Linked DNA regions of Sus scrofa: region 2 is linked to region 1. Evidence: chromatin contacts called from public promoter capture Hi-C data. All regions are on one chromosome and are shown on one strand. Each heading gives the region's core, a stretch centred on a gene start, on an enhancer-like site or on the middle of the called end of the contact. The rest is flanking DNA. Distances are from core to core; before and after follow the strand shown. Region 1 holds the start of C3H16orf71. Region 2 holds the start of LOC100513346 (coronin-7).

What was found. Promoter capture Hi-C pulls out the DNA fragments that hold promoters and counts their contacts.
Region 2: a contact with region 1 is called in a promoter capture Hi-C map of liver, with 2.6 times the contacts expected there. The contact joins the promoter of LOC100513346 here to the promoter of C3H16orf71 in region 1.

What each region holds. Positions count from the first base shown.
Region 1 is chr3:37,662,341-37,670,185 of Sscrofa11.1, forward strand. It overlaps C3H16orf71, which reads right to left and starts at 3,157. Exons shown (of 10, transcript XM_013995684.2): 1 at 3,082-3,157; 2 at 810-966; 3 at 222-350. The coding sequence starts at 932. ANKS3 (ankyrin repeat and SAM domain-containing protein 3) reads left to right here and starts at 1,842. Exons shown (of 17, transcript XM_021086672.1): 1 at 1,842-1,978; 2 at 6,868-7,079; 3 at 7,667-7,845. The coding sequence starts at 1,916.
Region 2 is chr3:37,925,231-37,933,075 of Sscrofa11.1, forward strand. LOC100513346 (coronin-7) reads left to right here and starts at 2,872. Exons shown (of 31, transcript XM_021086695.1): 1 at 2,872-3,045; 2 at 5,471-5,567; 3 at 6,366-6,440. The coding sequence starts at 2,986.

The DNA.
Region 1 (7,845 bases), core at 1,907-4,406:
AATCAAGGCCTCACCCCAGCCTATGAGAGTGTGCTGTGTACAAGGTCATTAGATGCTTGGTGTCCGAACTCCTTGGGCTGTGCCTAGAAAAAGGCCTGGGCGTGCAGAGATGCGAGACCTCTTTAGACCCACAGTGCTGTCTGAGCATCATGGACACCCACACCCTATTCTGCTGGAAGGGTCCTGGCTTCAAGGACCCCTGGAGCCCGCATTGCACAGACCTCAGGAGGAAACCCAGAGGGAGTGACCCAGGGCCCAGCACAGTCTTCAGCCAGTTCCTCTGACAAGTCTGGAATCAGGGTGGTTTGATCTCGCTGGAAGATGAACAGCTCCTCTTCCTCGCAGTCTGACTGTGGACAAATGAGAGGGCTTTGGATTACATGGCAGCGGCAGCGCAGCAGACAGAGCCAGGAGGGCCTCGGCTTCCCCGCACCCCCACCACCCTGCCCTGCAGCTGGGGAGACCAGTTTTCTTCCAAAGGGCCTTGCTTTGGCTGGTTCCTGCCGCTGACTTAGGATGAGGCTCAGCAGCACCATCTGGTGGAGGTGAGACCCAGGGGTCCCCGTTCTGCACATACCTGTCACCCCTAAGACCTAGGGGACAACAGTTGCTTAGTTTATGCCTGGCACTGAATGAGCAGGGCAGTGAGGATGACTGAAAGAGCAGACTCTTCCCATCCCCTCCTACGACAGGGAGCCCTGGGGCTTTACTTATGTGACATTGAGCCAACAAGCTCCAAAGCTGTCCTTGGTCAGCCTGGACAGTGCAGTGGGGGCCTAGGAAGACCTAGGAAGAAGGCAGTTGCCTACCAAGGATGAATCAGAGTCCAGAGACGGGAGCTGCTCCCTGACGGCCTCCAGGATGGCATCCCAGGGGGAGGGCGATAGGGGTCCCACGTCTTTGTTGTGGAATGCCATGGGGGCCGGGCCCATGGGATGCTTCGCAGCACGCTGTCATCCAAGGAGCCTTCCGTAGGACAAGGGAATGAGGCGAGAGGACAAAGTGTCAAAAGCTCAGGGGGCTGCCTTTTCAAAGCATATGCCACCCCTCGGGGGATGAAAACAGGTTGGCAGACCTCCCACCCCATCTCCTTTCTGGTCTGCAGGTTTCTGTTGCTGAGTGCCAGGCACTGTGCCTGCCATGCTTTGTGAGTGCATGTGTGTGTGTAGTGTAGTATGGCACCTGCAGATGTATATGATGATGTGTGATAATATATAGATATATGCATTGATGTGTAATGATATGTAATATGTACTTGATATGTAGATATATGGACATGATATACAGAATGATACATGTGATGATGTATAGATATGTGTAAACTATATATATCCCATATAACAAAGACACTATTATTGTCTACATTTTATAGGCTCAGAGAGGTTATATTATTAGTAAAAGCAAAAACAGAATTTGTGGAGTTCCTATTGTGGCTAAGCGTGTTAAGAACCTGAGTAGTATCCATGAACCTCACTCGGTTAAAGATCTGGTGTTGCCGTGAGCTATAGGTCGCAGATGCAGCTCAGATCCCACACTGTTGTGGCTGTGGTGTAAACCAGAAGCTGTATCTCTGATTCAACCCCTACCTAGCCTGGGAACCTCCATATGCTGCAGCTGTGGCCCTAAAAACAGAATTTGTATCCAAGTCAGAGGGTATTTCAAGCTCAACCGCCCTTTACTGCTGCCTTACAAAGGAACAGACTAGAGACACTTTGGAGTCCCCAAGACACTTTTTGGGGGGGGGGAGTTGACACTCAGTTTAACTCCTTATACAACCCCCCCTTTTTCTTTAATCCCAGAGTCTAACAGGAGAAGGCCCAGTCTCTCAGGATCAAGGGGGCTTTGAGATGTGGCTTGATGGTTCTTCAGAGCCAGCGTCTGGAGAGTACTTGCAGCCTGAGAGGCCTCTGTAACTATGCAGTGGGAAAAGAACACTCCTGCCCCAGCAATGGCCCCCAACAGGGAAGAAGCAGGAGAGGTGAGTGGGGGTGTCTTGCTCTTTCTGCGTTCACAGGAGCGGGGGCAGGAGCTTGGTGCACTCTGACCTGGGAAGAGCAGAGTGAGGATGCATCTGGTAGATAGATCACGGGGTGTTCTCTGGCTGGGGGAGCAGATCAGAGGGCAACAAAATCACCTGGGTGAGAGGGACTACCAGAGGTGACTACTACTGCTGTTCCCCAGGAGGATAAAGCACTAGGGGAGGAAAAGGCATTGCAGCCTGCGGGAAGAGCAGGTAAGAGCTCAGAGGAGTGAAAATTGCCAACAAGTTGGGGGAGGAAGGTTTCAGTTACTGGAAAATGACGTGCAAACGGACCAGATCGGAAGGGTCCTGAACGCCAGGGGGAGGAGCTCCGCTCACCCAGCTGGTAAGGATTACGTCAAAACACTACGCGAAATAGCAGATCCAGTCCGGGGGAATCCTGACTGCCTCTGCGTCCGTTTCTTGGCGGCGGCCCGTTAGCCCCGCCCCAAACCCCACCCCTTCCCACTGCCTGGGGCTAGTTGTTATGACAACTAGACGCCAACGTCCTCCTAGGTCGGGTTTTTAAATTTTATTTTTTTTTATTTTTTTAATTTTTTTGGTCTTTGTGCTATTTCGTGGGCCACTCTCGCGGCATATGGAGGTTCCCAGGCTAGGGGTCGAATCGGAGCTATAGCTGCCAGCCTACGCCAGAGCCACAGCAACGCAGGATCCGAGCCGTGTCTGCGACCTACACCACAGCTCACGGCAACGCCAGATCGTTAACCCACTGAGCAAGGGCAGGGATCGAACCCGCAACCTCATGGTTCCTAGTCGGATTCGTTAACCACTGCGCCACGACGGGAACTCCGAGTTTTTAAATTTTAAAGCTCGGAAACCTGAAAACCTTTCTCGCGTCCTCCCACCGACTCCCAGCCCCTCTTTCTCGCCCGCTCCGTCCAACTCTCAACATTTATCTCTGCAGCTGCGGTAGGCCCGAGGCCACTCACCACCGACCTAAGCCTCAGCCTCCCCTCCCAGCGCAGTCGCAACAGGGCTATAAACAGCCTCGATCGCAGCCCTCCTGTCTTATTCTCCCCCTCGGATCGCAGGGCAATTACAGGGGCTTTCGCCGCCTTCGTATCTCCGCTCAGCAGTCTTACGTTACTGGACTGCCAACCGTTTCCCAACCTCCCCCGCTCCTCCTCCGGGACTTGGCGCGTCCTGCCTATCCTGAAACAAGATTGGTTCTCCTGGCCAGTGGGGGGGCGGGGCAAGGCTACTCCCCCCTGATCATTGGCTGCCCCTGGCGTCACACAATGAGCTGGGCGAGCTGACCGGAAGGTCCGGGAGCGGGAATGACGAACTCCACAGCCCCTGGAACTCCCCCGCAGACCCGCGAGCGTCCCGGCGTGCTCCGCGCCTCCCGCAACCACTTCCGGGGCGGGAGCAGGGCGGCGGGATTTGGAGGCTGTGGCGGCGGCCCGCGTGGAGGGTTCCTCCGGCGGGCGCAGCTGGGGAAGCGCCGCGGCGAGCGGACGCGGGTTGGCGGCAGCCCCAGGACGGCCCAGGGCCCGAGGCCCAGAGCAGGTAGGTTCCGCGGCGGCCCTGCCCTGCCTGGTGCCCGCACCTGCTGCCCACCCGCGGGGCGTCCCAGCGGTGTGGCTGGCTCGCTGCAGGAGTTTCAGACTCTGAGCTTCCGCTTTGCAGCTGGAGAACGGGGAGGATAAAGCCAAGTGCCGAGTAGGGTTTCTGGGAGGAGGCGCCAAGGGATGTCAGTGCTGTAGATGCTCCGGTTATTCCCTAGGTTCCTTCCCCAGGGTCTGAGAACGAGATTGGATACCCGGCCCCGCGGAGGACCTATGCCCCGGGGCGGGACCGGGTGCCCTCGGGCTTTTCCAGAACTCCTCCCTGCGAGCGTGACAGTTATCACCAGCGTCATTTTGTTGTTGATTTTTTTTGCTTATTTCAGAAGTAACGGATATTGGAGTTCCCGCTGTGGCGCAGTGCGTTGAAGGATCCCGCGTTGCCACAGCTGCGTCTGGGATTCAGTCACTGGGCCGGGAACGTCCATATGCCGCAGGTGCGGCCGTAAAATTAAAAACAAACAAACAAACATAATTTAGCATTTTGCAGGATGGATAGGACACAAAGGTAGAACGAGAATTAAAATGTAGTATTTACAGTGCTACTTCCTTCAAATTAGTTTTGGAAGCGATGTGTAGATTTTCTTCAAGTATACCGTGGTACATGCTTGAATATAATTTTGTTCATAACCAATACCCCATCATTGTAGAGCAGCTGGCGTGTGGCAGGGTGAGAAAGGAAGTAGTAGTAGCTTTATGCTCTCTTAGCCTCCCAGTTCTCCCTCCTCGGGCTCCTTGAGTGGGGGTCTGGTTCTCATTGCCTCTTAGCGATGGGAAAGGTGTCAGACAGGTGAGTCTCCAATAAAACCTGGGTCTCACCCTGGAAGGCGTATGCAGAGTAGAAGAGACACACCCAAAGAAGGTTTGAGGGATCCAGTGAAAGGAGAACTGAACTGATGCTCAGCTTTGGATCCTTATCCAGGCTCTGTGGCCAGGACTGTTCAGGTTGGGGGTTCCCACCTGCAGAGCGAGAGAGCTGGTTGCTCTCTCGCCCACCGGTGTGGTGTGGAGGATCCAGGAAGCAGGCTTTGCTCTGAACTTGATTACACATACTCTGGCCAAGGGCTGCCGGACTGTTCCCCTAGCTGGTGGCTTGTTTGTTATTTGGCCATCTTGGCTGTCCCCTCGTGCTTGGAAGCATTCTTTAGTAGTGACAGAGGTGCTCATGGCGCCTGTGCACCTGTACTTTCGGGTCCCCTGAACTGGAAGGGGTTTTCTTTTTTTTCCTTCTCTTCCTTTTCCACACTTTTGTCCTTGTTCTTCCCTCCACCCAGAAGAGAAAAGGAGACAGATGTCTCTCCGGGGATAAGAGTTCTACTAGGAAGCTGATGACGTGGGTTTGATGAGTTAGGATTCCTCGAAGTCTTCATCCTGGTGTCCCATCTCGGGGAAGGTGTCACCCCACACATTTACTAGTCTAGCCCGTCCCCGTCATCTCTCCCAGTTTCAAGGGAATGCTGGTGGATTCCTAGTCAGTTGGCCTTTCCTATACACCAGTCCCATCCTGGTTTCTGTCCTGGGGCTTTTTTTTTTTTTTTTTCAAAATTTGTTTTAAAAATTTATGCACCGTAAATTCACTCATTTTGGTGTTGAGGTCTGTGAGTTTTGATAAACGTGTAGTCATGAGTTCACCAGTCAGGATGTAGGAGAAGTCTACCACCCCCAGGTTCCCTCTTGCTCTCCCTATGTGCCACCCTGACCCCTAACCCTGATTACCACTGATCAGTCCTCCAACCTTTTAGTTTTATCTTTTCGAAAGTCCTGTAAATGGGATCATTACAGGAAGCAGTGTTTTGAATCTGGCATCCACTTAGCCTAATGTGTTTGAAATTCGTTCATGTGTTGTTTACATCAAAACTGTTCACTGCTGCTGCTTGTGGTGGAGTGGCATTCCCTTGTATGGATGTGCCCCTGTTTGTTTATCCATTGTTCCATGTGGGTTTTTGTTGTTGTTGTTGGTTTTTTTTTTTGTCTTTTTTTAGGGCTGCACCCGAAGCATATGGAAGTTCCTAGGCTTGGGGTCAAATCAGAGCTGAAGCCGCCAGCCTACACCACAGCAACACCAGATCTGAGCCTGGTCTGTGACCTACACCATAGCTCATGGCAACGCCGGATCCTGAACCCACTCAGCCAGGCCGGGGATTGAACCTGCATCCTCATGAATACTAGTCGGGTTCGTTAACTGCTGAGCCACGACGGGAATTCCCCATCCACGTGTTTTTTTTTTTTTTTTTTTTTTGTCTTTTGTCTTTTTGTCTTTTGTTGTTGTTGTTGCTATTTCTTGGGCCGCTCCCGCGGCATATGGAGGTTCCCAGGCTAGGGGTTGAATCGGAGCTGTAGCCACCGGCCTACGCCAGAGGCACAGCAACGCAGGATCCGAGCAGCGTCTGCAACCTACACCGCAGCTCGCAGCAACGCCGGATCGTTAACCCACTGAGCAAGGGCAGGGACCGAACCCGCAACCTCATGGTTCCTAGTCGGATTCGTTAACCACTGCGCCACGACGGGAACTCCTCCACGTGTTTTTAACTGCAGTCCTTTGAGATAGTATGTCCCCTTTAGACAGAAACTGGGAGTTGGAGCTAAGTGGCAGAGATTTTTTTTTTTTTTTTTTTTTTTTTTGGTCTTTTTGCCATTTCTTGGGCCACTCCCGCAGCATATGGAGGTTCCCAGGCTAGGGGTCGAATCGGAGCTGTAGCTGCCAGCCTACGCCAGAGCCACAGCAACTCGGGATCCGAGCCGCGTCTGCAATCTACACCACGGCTCACGGCAACACCGGATCGTTAACCCACTGAGCAAGGGCAGGGACCGAACCCGCAACCTCATGGTTCCTAGTTGGATTCGTTAACCACTGCCCCACGACGGGAACTCCTGAGATCATTTTTGATCAAATTCCAAGTCCAGGGTCTCTCCCACTGACCCTGAGAGCTGATTTGGTCCACTGACCCAATTACCCTATCTCTGGTGCCCATCTGAGAGGCGATTGGGCTCCTTGAGTTCCTGGGGGATTCCCTTTCTAGAATGTGGGGCCTAGGGCATCATGAAGGAAAATACACACCACAGCTGATGACTCAGGATAGTGCTCCTCTTTTCCTGTCCAGCAGCAAGCTCACCAGTGTGAGCACGATGGAGCTGCCCACACCGTGCGCTCGTTAATGAAGTTGTCTGGTCAGCCCCAGGAGTCAGGGCATTGGGCAGCAGTCGGCCAGGGCAGTGAAGGTGGGCAGGGGTGTGACCATCCCCTCTCACTTCCCAAAACAGCCAGGAAGGAAAGGCCTCACCAGCCCTACCTCCGCTGCGGCGATGTCGGAGCTCAGCGATGAAGCCAGCGAACCGGAGCTCCTGAACCGCAGCCTGTCCATGTGGCACGGGCTGGGCGCGCAGGTCAGCCGGGAGGAGCTGGCCGTCCCCCTGGACCTCCACACAGCCGCTTCCGTCGGCCAGTATGAAGTGGTGAAGGAATGCGTGCAGCGGTAAGACAGCTCGAGCAGCCTTCCTCCCCTGTGGAGTTGGGAGCTCCCGACCAGGTCCAGGCCATCAGGGGCTCGCGGGGCCTTGCCCACCGCTCTAGCCATGTAGCACGTGGCTGGCGTGGCCTTCGCTCCTCTCAGTGAGGGTTTATGCTGGGCGCCAGTGAGGAAGGCCGTTCGGAGTCCGAGGAAGAAAAAGACAGCTTAAATTTTATTTCATCGGCTTCGAGACTTTTCATTTTAGGCTTACTTTAACCAGAGTAGTTTTAAGGTTTTCAGTGATTGCAAAAATGCTCAAACAAAACAGAAGTAAAGATGGAGAGCAGTGCCGTATGACCCGCCTTCCCCAGGAGGTTCACTTCAATCCTGTTGGCCTCCTCTCCCCTCTCGCCCTTGCCGCAGAGGGAGGGGGTGACCCCCCCGGGAGCATGGCAGAGGCAGGTGGACGGCGAGCATAGCCATCCTTCTCCATGACGTCCAGGGCGGCAGACAGCTTTGCTTCTTGTCAGCATTTCCCACCCGCTCTCTTGGCCTGGCCTCGCCACCAGCTTTGCTCGGCCCCAGGTGGGGGATGGCTCTTGTTTGTCTAGGAGAGAGTTAGATTTGAATAAGAAGAATGGTGGTGGCTGGACCCCGCTGATGTACGCCTCCTACATCGGACATGACACCATTGTGCACCTGCTGCTCGAGGCGGGCGTGAGTGTGAACGTGCCGACCCCGGAAGGGCAGACCCCGCTGATGCTGGCTTCCAGCTGCGGCAACGAGAGCA
Region 2 (7,845 bases), core at 1,622-4,121, 260 kb after region 1:
CCATGATGGGAACTCCTAATTTTAACTATTTTGGCCACACCTGAAGCATGCAGAAGTTCTGGGTCCAGGGCTCAAGCAGGGGCCACAGCACTGACCTGAGCCAAGTCAGTAAGACTGCAGGATCCTTAACCCACTGAGCCACTAGGGAACTCCTCTTGTTCATTATTAATTACCCTTGGAAATAGGACCTGAGAAATCGAAATCATCCCTCCAGGCACCAAACTAACAAGACACTCCCTTTACTGAAATTTGATCCACATTTTGATCTGACTTTCAGAGTAGAGAAGTGTCATCTTTTTTTTTTTTGGCCATGCCCTTGGCATGCGGAACTTTCCAGGCCAGGGATTGAACGAACAGCGCAGAAGTGACAATGCTGAATAACTGCCAGCCACCAGGGAACTCCGCCAGCCCCTGTGAGCTATGTGGAGATGTAGTGTTGCTGCATCCTTCCATTTTGCAAGAGATGTTGAAATCCAAACTTCCTTGAAGCTTCCCAGTTTTTCATTTTTATTTTTGTTTGCTTTTTTAGGGCTGCATCTGTGGCATATGCAGTTCCCAGGCTAGGGGTTGTATCAGAGCTACAGCTGCCAGCCTACGCCACAGCCACAGCAACACAGGATCCGAGCCGCATCTGCGACCTACACCACAGTTCACCACATGCCAGATCCTTAACCCACTGAGCAAGGCCAGGGATTGAACCTGCATCTTCATGAATATTATCCGGGCTTGTTAACTGCTGAGCCGTGAAGGGGAGCTTCCCATTTTTTTTTCTTTTTTCTTTTTAGGGCCTCACCCACAGCATATGGAGGTTCCCAGGCTGGGGGTTTAATCGGAGCTACAGCTGCCGGTCTATGCCACAGCCACAGCAACGCCAGATCCAAGCCACACCTGCGACCTACACCACAGCTCATGGCAACACTGGATCCTTAACCCACTGAGCAAGGCCAGGGATCGAACCTGCAACCTCATGGTTCTTAGTTGGATTTGTTTCCGCCGTACCACGATGGGACTCCGAAGCTTCCCAATTAAAAAAAATAATTTTTTTCCTTTTAAGGCTGCAGCTGTAGAAGTGGAAGTTCCCAGCAAAAGGGTTGAATCAGAGCTGCAGCTGATGGCCTATACCACAGCCACAGCAAGGCCTGATCCAAGCTGCACGTACAAACTATGCTACAGCTCATGGCAATGCTGGATCCTTAACCAGCTGAGCAAGGCCAGAGATCCAACCCACATCCTCATGGATACCAGTCAGGTTCTTAACCCACTGAGCCACAGTGGGAACTCCAAAGCTTTCCAATTTTTAAAACATATCTGTAGGAGTTTCTGCTGTGGCACAACAGGATCATCAGCATCTCTGCACTGTGGCAGAGTGGGTTAATGACCTGGCTTGTCTCTGTGAAGGCACCAGTTCAGTCCTAGGCCCAGAGCAGTGGGTTAAGGATCTAACATTGCAGGATCCCTGTAGGTTGCAGCTGTGGCTTGGATTTGATCCCTGGCCCAGGAACTTCCATATGCTGCAGGTGCAGCCATTAAAAAAGAAAAAAAAAAAAGTTAAAATAATTTTATGGTTTTTTTTTTTTTGGCCACAATTAGGAAAACAAACAAACAAACAGACCAAAAGCATTATCTGCAGTAATTGAACACCATAACCACCTCAAGACCACACTGATGGTGCCTTTTCCAAAGCTGCTGGAGTTCCAGTCTGAAGAGGATGCTGCACTCAGTGGCTGCCAGACTGCTTACAATTCCAAATCACAGGCCTCAGTCACCTCTGCTGACATCTCTTTTTAAACTTACAGAGATCAAAGTCGCTCTTCACTCAAATAAGTGGCCTCTGTGTCGTCCCAGTTTACCTGGAGAAAAGACCTTGCATTTTGGGGCCCATTCGCGCTCACCACCAGGCCAAACCTTCAGAATTGCCCTCTAGGTACACTGCCTGGGTTGAGGCTGTTTTCTGCAGCAAGCTGAAGAAGGTGAATTTTCACAGCAGCTGGCCATTGAGACCAATCATTTGCATTCCTCGGATCAAAGTCCCTTTTCCAGACACGCCCGAGCAGGTGTTTTCTGTCTGTTCTCAGCAGAAAGCACATTCTGGAGTCACAGAGTCAGTTTTCAAAGTGATGAGAAATGATTGTGGAACAAATGGCCCCAGGTGGAATGAACTTGCTGTCTTCTCTTCAGATTTGTCCAGGGACAAAGCAAGCAGCGCCGGTTGGGCATATCTGCTATTTAAGAGATTCTCCACAGCCCTTATCTTTCGCTCTTTCTGCTTATCTGTAATTGACTGATTTCCTGCGAGGAGGCTAGCCCCATCAAGCCCAAGGCCTGCAGCAAAGACTTGCCCTAATAAGGGGACGCTGAAGGCCCCATCCCCGCTCTCACCGAGACCGCCTGATCTAAGAGTGGGTGGTATGCGGAGCCTTTAGACTAGGCCCCACAGACAAGGATGTGCATCAGACCTGGGCTCCCCTTCGCTGCCACGTTCAAGTGTGACCTGGGCCAACGGTGCCTCTCTCCCTAAAAGCCTTCTCTGAAATGTAGCTAATTCATTTTTGCCCTCTCCTCCCTGGGAAGGGCATGCCCCGCACACACACTCGAAAGCCTCCCGGTGCAAATCGCTGCACACAAACTCACAGCTGCAGCCCCCATTCCGGTACGCCCTGCTGGGCCGGGGGCGGACAGCGCGCCGCACGTGACCTCCCCGCCCGCGCCGCAAGTCTTTGGGTACTGGGGCGTGGCCGCGGGAGGCAGCCGAGCGGCGATTGGTAGATGGGCGGGGCCTTCGGCCTGCGCGCGGAGGGAGAGAGGCTGGGGGCGTGGTCCGGCGGGCCGGAGTGGGCTGCGATTGGCCTGGGGCTCGTCCGGGCGTGGCCGCGAGCGTCTGGCTGCGGGTGGGGCCGGAGGCGGCGGGAGTCGCGGCTGCTTGCAGTGCACCTGAGAGCCTACGCCCGAGTCCTCGAAGCTGCGCCCGCCGCGGTCCTAGCAGCCATGAACCGCTTCAAGGTGTCCAAGTTTCGGCACACGGAAGCTCGGCCGCCCCGCCGGGAGGTGAGCCTGGATGCTGTCGCCCCTTGCCTGGCGGCTCCCCCTCCCCTGGCCCTGCAAGGGACCCCCGGAGCCTGCCTGACCCGGGGCGCCCCCTTCAGGCCCGGGCCAGCGTCTGGGCCGTCCGGTTGCCGCCCGGCAGTCAGAGCCTGGCGTTCTTGGGACACTCTACATTCTGAATGAGCCTCGCGGTCTGCTGGCCCGGATGCCTTGCCCCAGGGACCCCCGAGGCGGTGCAGCCCGCCTGGCGGGGCTGAGGCCTGAGGCCTACGAGGCAGCCTGCTTTCCCGGCTTCCGGTCGGCCTCGACCCGAAGCCACGGCTCCTCCTTCCTGACGCCCAGATCGCCCGTGCCCTGGGCCTGGGTGTGAGAGAGATGCCCTTTTCTGCCTTGGCCTCGGCTAGTCTGGGTGTGTCTGCTGGAGAAGGGGAGCTCCTCGGCCAGAGGCGCGCCCCTCCCTCGGGTTTCCGCCGGCGCTTCCTCGGCGCTTCCTCTCGTGGCTGGCCAGAGCTCTTCCCTTACTAGGGGTGATGCTGCCAAGGGCTGGGTGGGGCCTGGGGAAACCCCAGCAGGTGGAGCCCAGAGGAAGAGCTGAACCAGGTGGTGGTGGGCACCTCGAATCCCTAGAAGGGCAGCAAGCCTGATGAAGGACTTGCTTCAGAGATGATACCAGCCCTAGTCTGCAGTGAAACATTATTTGAAAGGACTGGGAAGAAAGGTCTTCCAATAAATGGCCAAGGAACTGACCTCTGGGGACCCCCTCTGGGGCCATCGCACATCAAAGTAGCCTGCAGCAGAAGTCTGGCTTTTATTCTCTGGGCAGTATTTCCTGGGCGCGTCCCATGTGCAGTGTCCAGCTGCTGAAACCGCAGTGGTGAACACAGCAGCATTTCCCTTCCTCTGTGGTGCTTACAGTTTCATGAGGGAGACAGCCAGCAAGCAGACAGACATGCAAGGGCGATGCAGCTTTTAATAAGTGCATTGGGGGAGTTCCCTGGTGGCTCAGCGGGTTAAGGATCCAGCATTGTCACTGCTGTGGTTCTGATTACAGCTGTGGCATAGATTTGATCCCTGGCCTGTGAACTTCTGCGTCCCATGGGTGCAACCACCAAAAAAATAAAATAAAATAAAATAAAAATTGCGCTGAAGAACACACATGAGGCTAGCCTGAAAATGGAGATGAACCTAGAGGTGGGGTTAACGTCCATCCGGTGGTTCACGAAGGCTCCTGGAAGGAAGTGACATTTAAGCTAAGGCAGGAAGGGTGAGAAGAAGCCAGCCATGGGAGGAATGGTGAGAAAGAGCCTGGTGGAGGAAGGAGAGTGGGCCAGGGTGGATGGCGTCCGCTGAGTCCATAGCGGTCGTGGTCCTGCAGAGCCGGAGGGCCACAGGAAGCTGGGGTTTATTCTGAGTGCGATGGGAAGTCATTGAAAGCTTGAAGTGGGGGGTGGTGGAGAGGTTCTGGCGTTTGCTTTAAGCCCGCCTCTCTGAGGCAGCTAAGTTCTGCTTGCAGAGGTCTGGCCCTGGGGCTTGCTCCCGGGTGGGCCTCAGTCCAGCAAGGTAAACGGACAGGCATGGAACTAAGGATTACAGGGAGAGCTTAAAATAGTTTCAATGTCAGGGAGCTGGGAGAGCAGGTGATCTGTTCTTCTTTTCAAAGAGATTTCCTTTGCCTCTGTTTGTACAGTAAACACGAAGCGGGAGGGAAGACTAACGCGGCAGGTGAACGTTGAAATAGAGACTTGGGGGCTGGGGGTGGTTTCTGGGACTCTGTAGGTGGGCGGGCTGGGAAAAGCGGGTGCTCGATTCGGAGTGGCAGGGCCGGGTGCTGCTCAGATACCAACAGAAAGCATTAGGAGAAAGGGTCCCTCTGCTCCTGCACGTGGTGCGTAGTTAACATTATTGCCTTTTCATGGGGGTGCATCGTTCACCCGTCTGTGGGACTTCATGGAAAGGCCTTTATTTTCCCTCTGAGCTTGGGCATTCTCTCCTGGGGCTGGGAGGAGACTCCGTCCCTGGCGGGGGCCTTCAACATGCAGCGGAGGAAATCAAGTCTGTCTTCTTAGGTGCTCACTTCTCCTTTCTTGGCTTCTCTCTCACTTTTGCAGAATCCCCCTCCCCCTCCCAATACCCGCACTGCCCAATTAGCTTCTTGATTTCCTTCAGCCTGAACTTCCTCTGACAGCTCCCTCCCCCTTATTATAGAACTTGCTTAATAAGCAAAGTCAAACCCTTTATGACAGGTTATTGCTTCAAGGACATTTTGTATTTTCTCAGTGATTGGGTGAGCAGGGCTAGGGTTCAAGCCAAAGGAATGCATTTCTAATGGTGTAGCTTTAAAGCCGAGTTCCCTGGATTATGCCCTGTGCTCTCCTCCCTGCTTCAGGTAGAGCCCTGGTCAGTGCATTTTTTTGTCCTTTATTTTCAGGCCTGGATCAGTGACATCCGAGCGGGAACTGCCCCCTCGTGTGGGAACCACATCAAATCCAGTTGCAGCTTGATTGCATTCATCTCTGACCGCCCAGGTAGGGAGATGCCCAAGGTTGTGGAGATCCCGACCTTGTTGCCCTAGTAGAGGTGACTAGGTCACCTCTCTTCTGGCAGGCTCATTGTAGGCCAGAGGCTCAGAAGGGGGCCTTTTGGGGCTCAGACCTGCGGAACTGGTCAGTGTGCAGTAGGCGGATGGACTTTGATTAGTGCACACGTTGTGTAAACCGTGTTGGCTGTGATCTTCAAGACTGGCCGGGAGGGGCTGTCGATGTTACTTCCAGTTGTCCCCGTATGTGACCCCCTCCTCGTCTGCGGGCAGCGGGAATCAGTAGGAACACAGGAGCTCCCAGTGTTAGTTGGGACTCTTGGTTACTTGTGATAACTCAGACCTCAAATTAACTTAAGCAGAAAATGGATTCCTTTTTGGTTTCTACAACCAACGATCCAGGGGCTTCAGGCAGAGCTGTATGGAGCTGTATCCTGACCTCTCTCCTTGCCGCTCAGCTCTGCTGCCCTTGGGTCGTGGCTTCTCTCTCAAGTGCAGCTGGGAAGGGTGGCAACTGGTGGCCTCAAGCTGACTGCTAACGGCCCACAGTGACATAAAGAGACAACTTTTTCCCCAAGTGTCTTTGCGCAGTCAGTGTCACAGGAGGCCCTAGCACGGGGCAGGAACCTAACCCTGGTCCAATCACTCTGTCCAAGAGGATGTGTCCTAGCTTAGTGGTGGCTCCGTGAAGGTCCGAGGCTGAGCTTTGAGTCCTGTGTCCTGTGGGAGCCCTGGGCAGTAAATCCCCATTAGGCCTGAAGTCAGAGCCTCTGTGTTTGTTCAATAGGTGTCCTGGGCATCGTGCCTCTTGAAGGCCAGGGAGAGGACAAGAGACACGTGACCCACCTGGGCTGCCATTCAGGTGAGTGGGGACTGGACCCAGGAAGCCTGGAACTTGACCCTCCCTCCCTGGGGCCAGGGCTTCATGCTCACCTGGTCCCATGGCCCTGGGGCTTGCCAGGTCCCCCCCCCATTACCCTCACTGCACTTTCTGACGGACCGGGTCTAGATTGGAAAGCTGGCTCCTGGGCGGAGGGGAGGGAGGCTGGGTGCTCCAGGTGGTCAAGCCAGAGGAGGGGGCTGTGCCTCGGCCAGTGCCAGGCTGCAGGCTGCTGCTGGCTCCCTGTCACTGCAGACGACTCGGCGCTCTGAAGTTCTTAGCTCTGTGTCCTCGCCTGGAGCCCAGGAGACCAGCTCTCACCACCAGGCATCCTCCTCAGCCAGGCTGCCAGGGGCCCTCCGGGGGTGGGTGGCAGAGCTGCAGTGCCAGAGATGGGCCCTCACACAGAGAGCTTTTGTCCACCGCTGCAGCTGCTTCTGGGGGCGCCCAGCAGCCACCTGGCAGCCCGCCGGCTTTGAGGGAACACTTCGCTCCCCTTGGGCTCTAGCAGCGCCGGCCGGGCTGCCTCCTCCTTCCCTGTCCAGCTGCGGTGGCCATGGGCCCAGACCCTCTGGCCTGCGTCCTGTTGGGCAGCTTTGGGTGAGGGGAGGACGCTAATCCTTGGTCCCTGGCCTGGGGGTGCAGCTGACTTGAAGGGTCCTAATGACAGTGGTGGCAGTTAATAAAGTGACAGTAGCGAAGATGGGTGGAGCACTCCCTGGGGCTAAGTGTGTTATCTGCCTTTTCTCATCTAATCCTTTTCGAAAACTTGAAACAACTTTACGGAGGTATCATGTAACTACTATAAACACTACTTGTTTTAGGTGAAGAATTTGATGGCTTTTATTAAAGCTACAGGGCTGCGTCCAGCTTTCCAACGTTTCCTCGTTCCCCCTTTGCAGTTAATGTGTTAACTCTCTGTGCCTCGGGTGCTGCAGCCTCAGGCATCCGTCGAGCTTTCTGCCTCTGCAGCGGGGGCCGCAGGCTACTGTGTGGCCGGAGCTGGCCTGCTGCCTGCCTTTGTAAATAGTTTTGTTGGAACACAGCCACGCCTCTTCACTGCCTTACTGTCTGGGGCTGCTTTTTCCAACAACCGTGGAGTTGAGACAGAGACCGTATGTCCATCAAAGCCTAAAACGTCTCCTATCTCCCCCTGAACAGGAGAACGTTTGCTGGTTTCTACTCCACAGACTGGCTTTTTCTGGATGCTTTGCATCAATGGACTCACACCATACATGGTCTGTAGAATCTGCTCCCTTTCATTTGCCATAATGTTTTCACAGCCCATCTATACTGGAGGATGTAGATGAAGTTCACTTTTTTTTTTCTTTCTGTCTTTTCAGGGCCACACCTGCAGCATGTGGAAGTTCCCAGGCTAGGGGTTGAA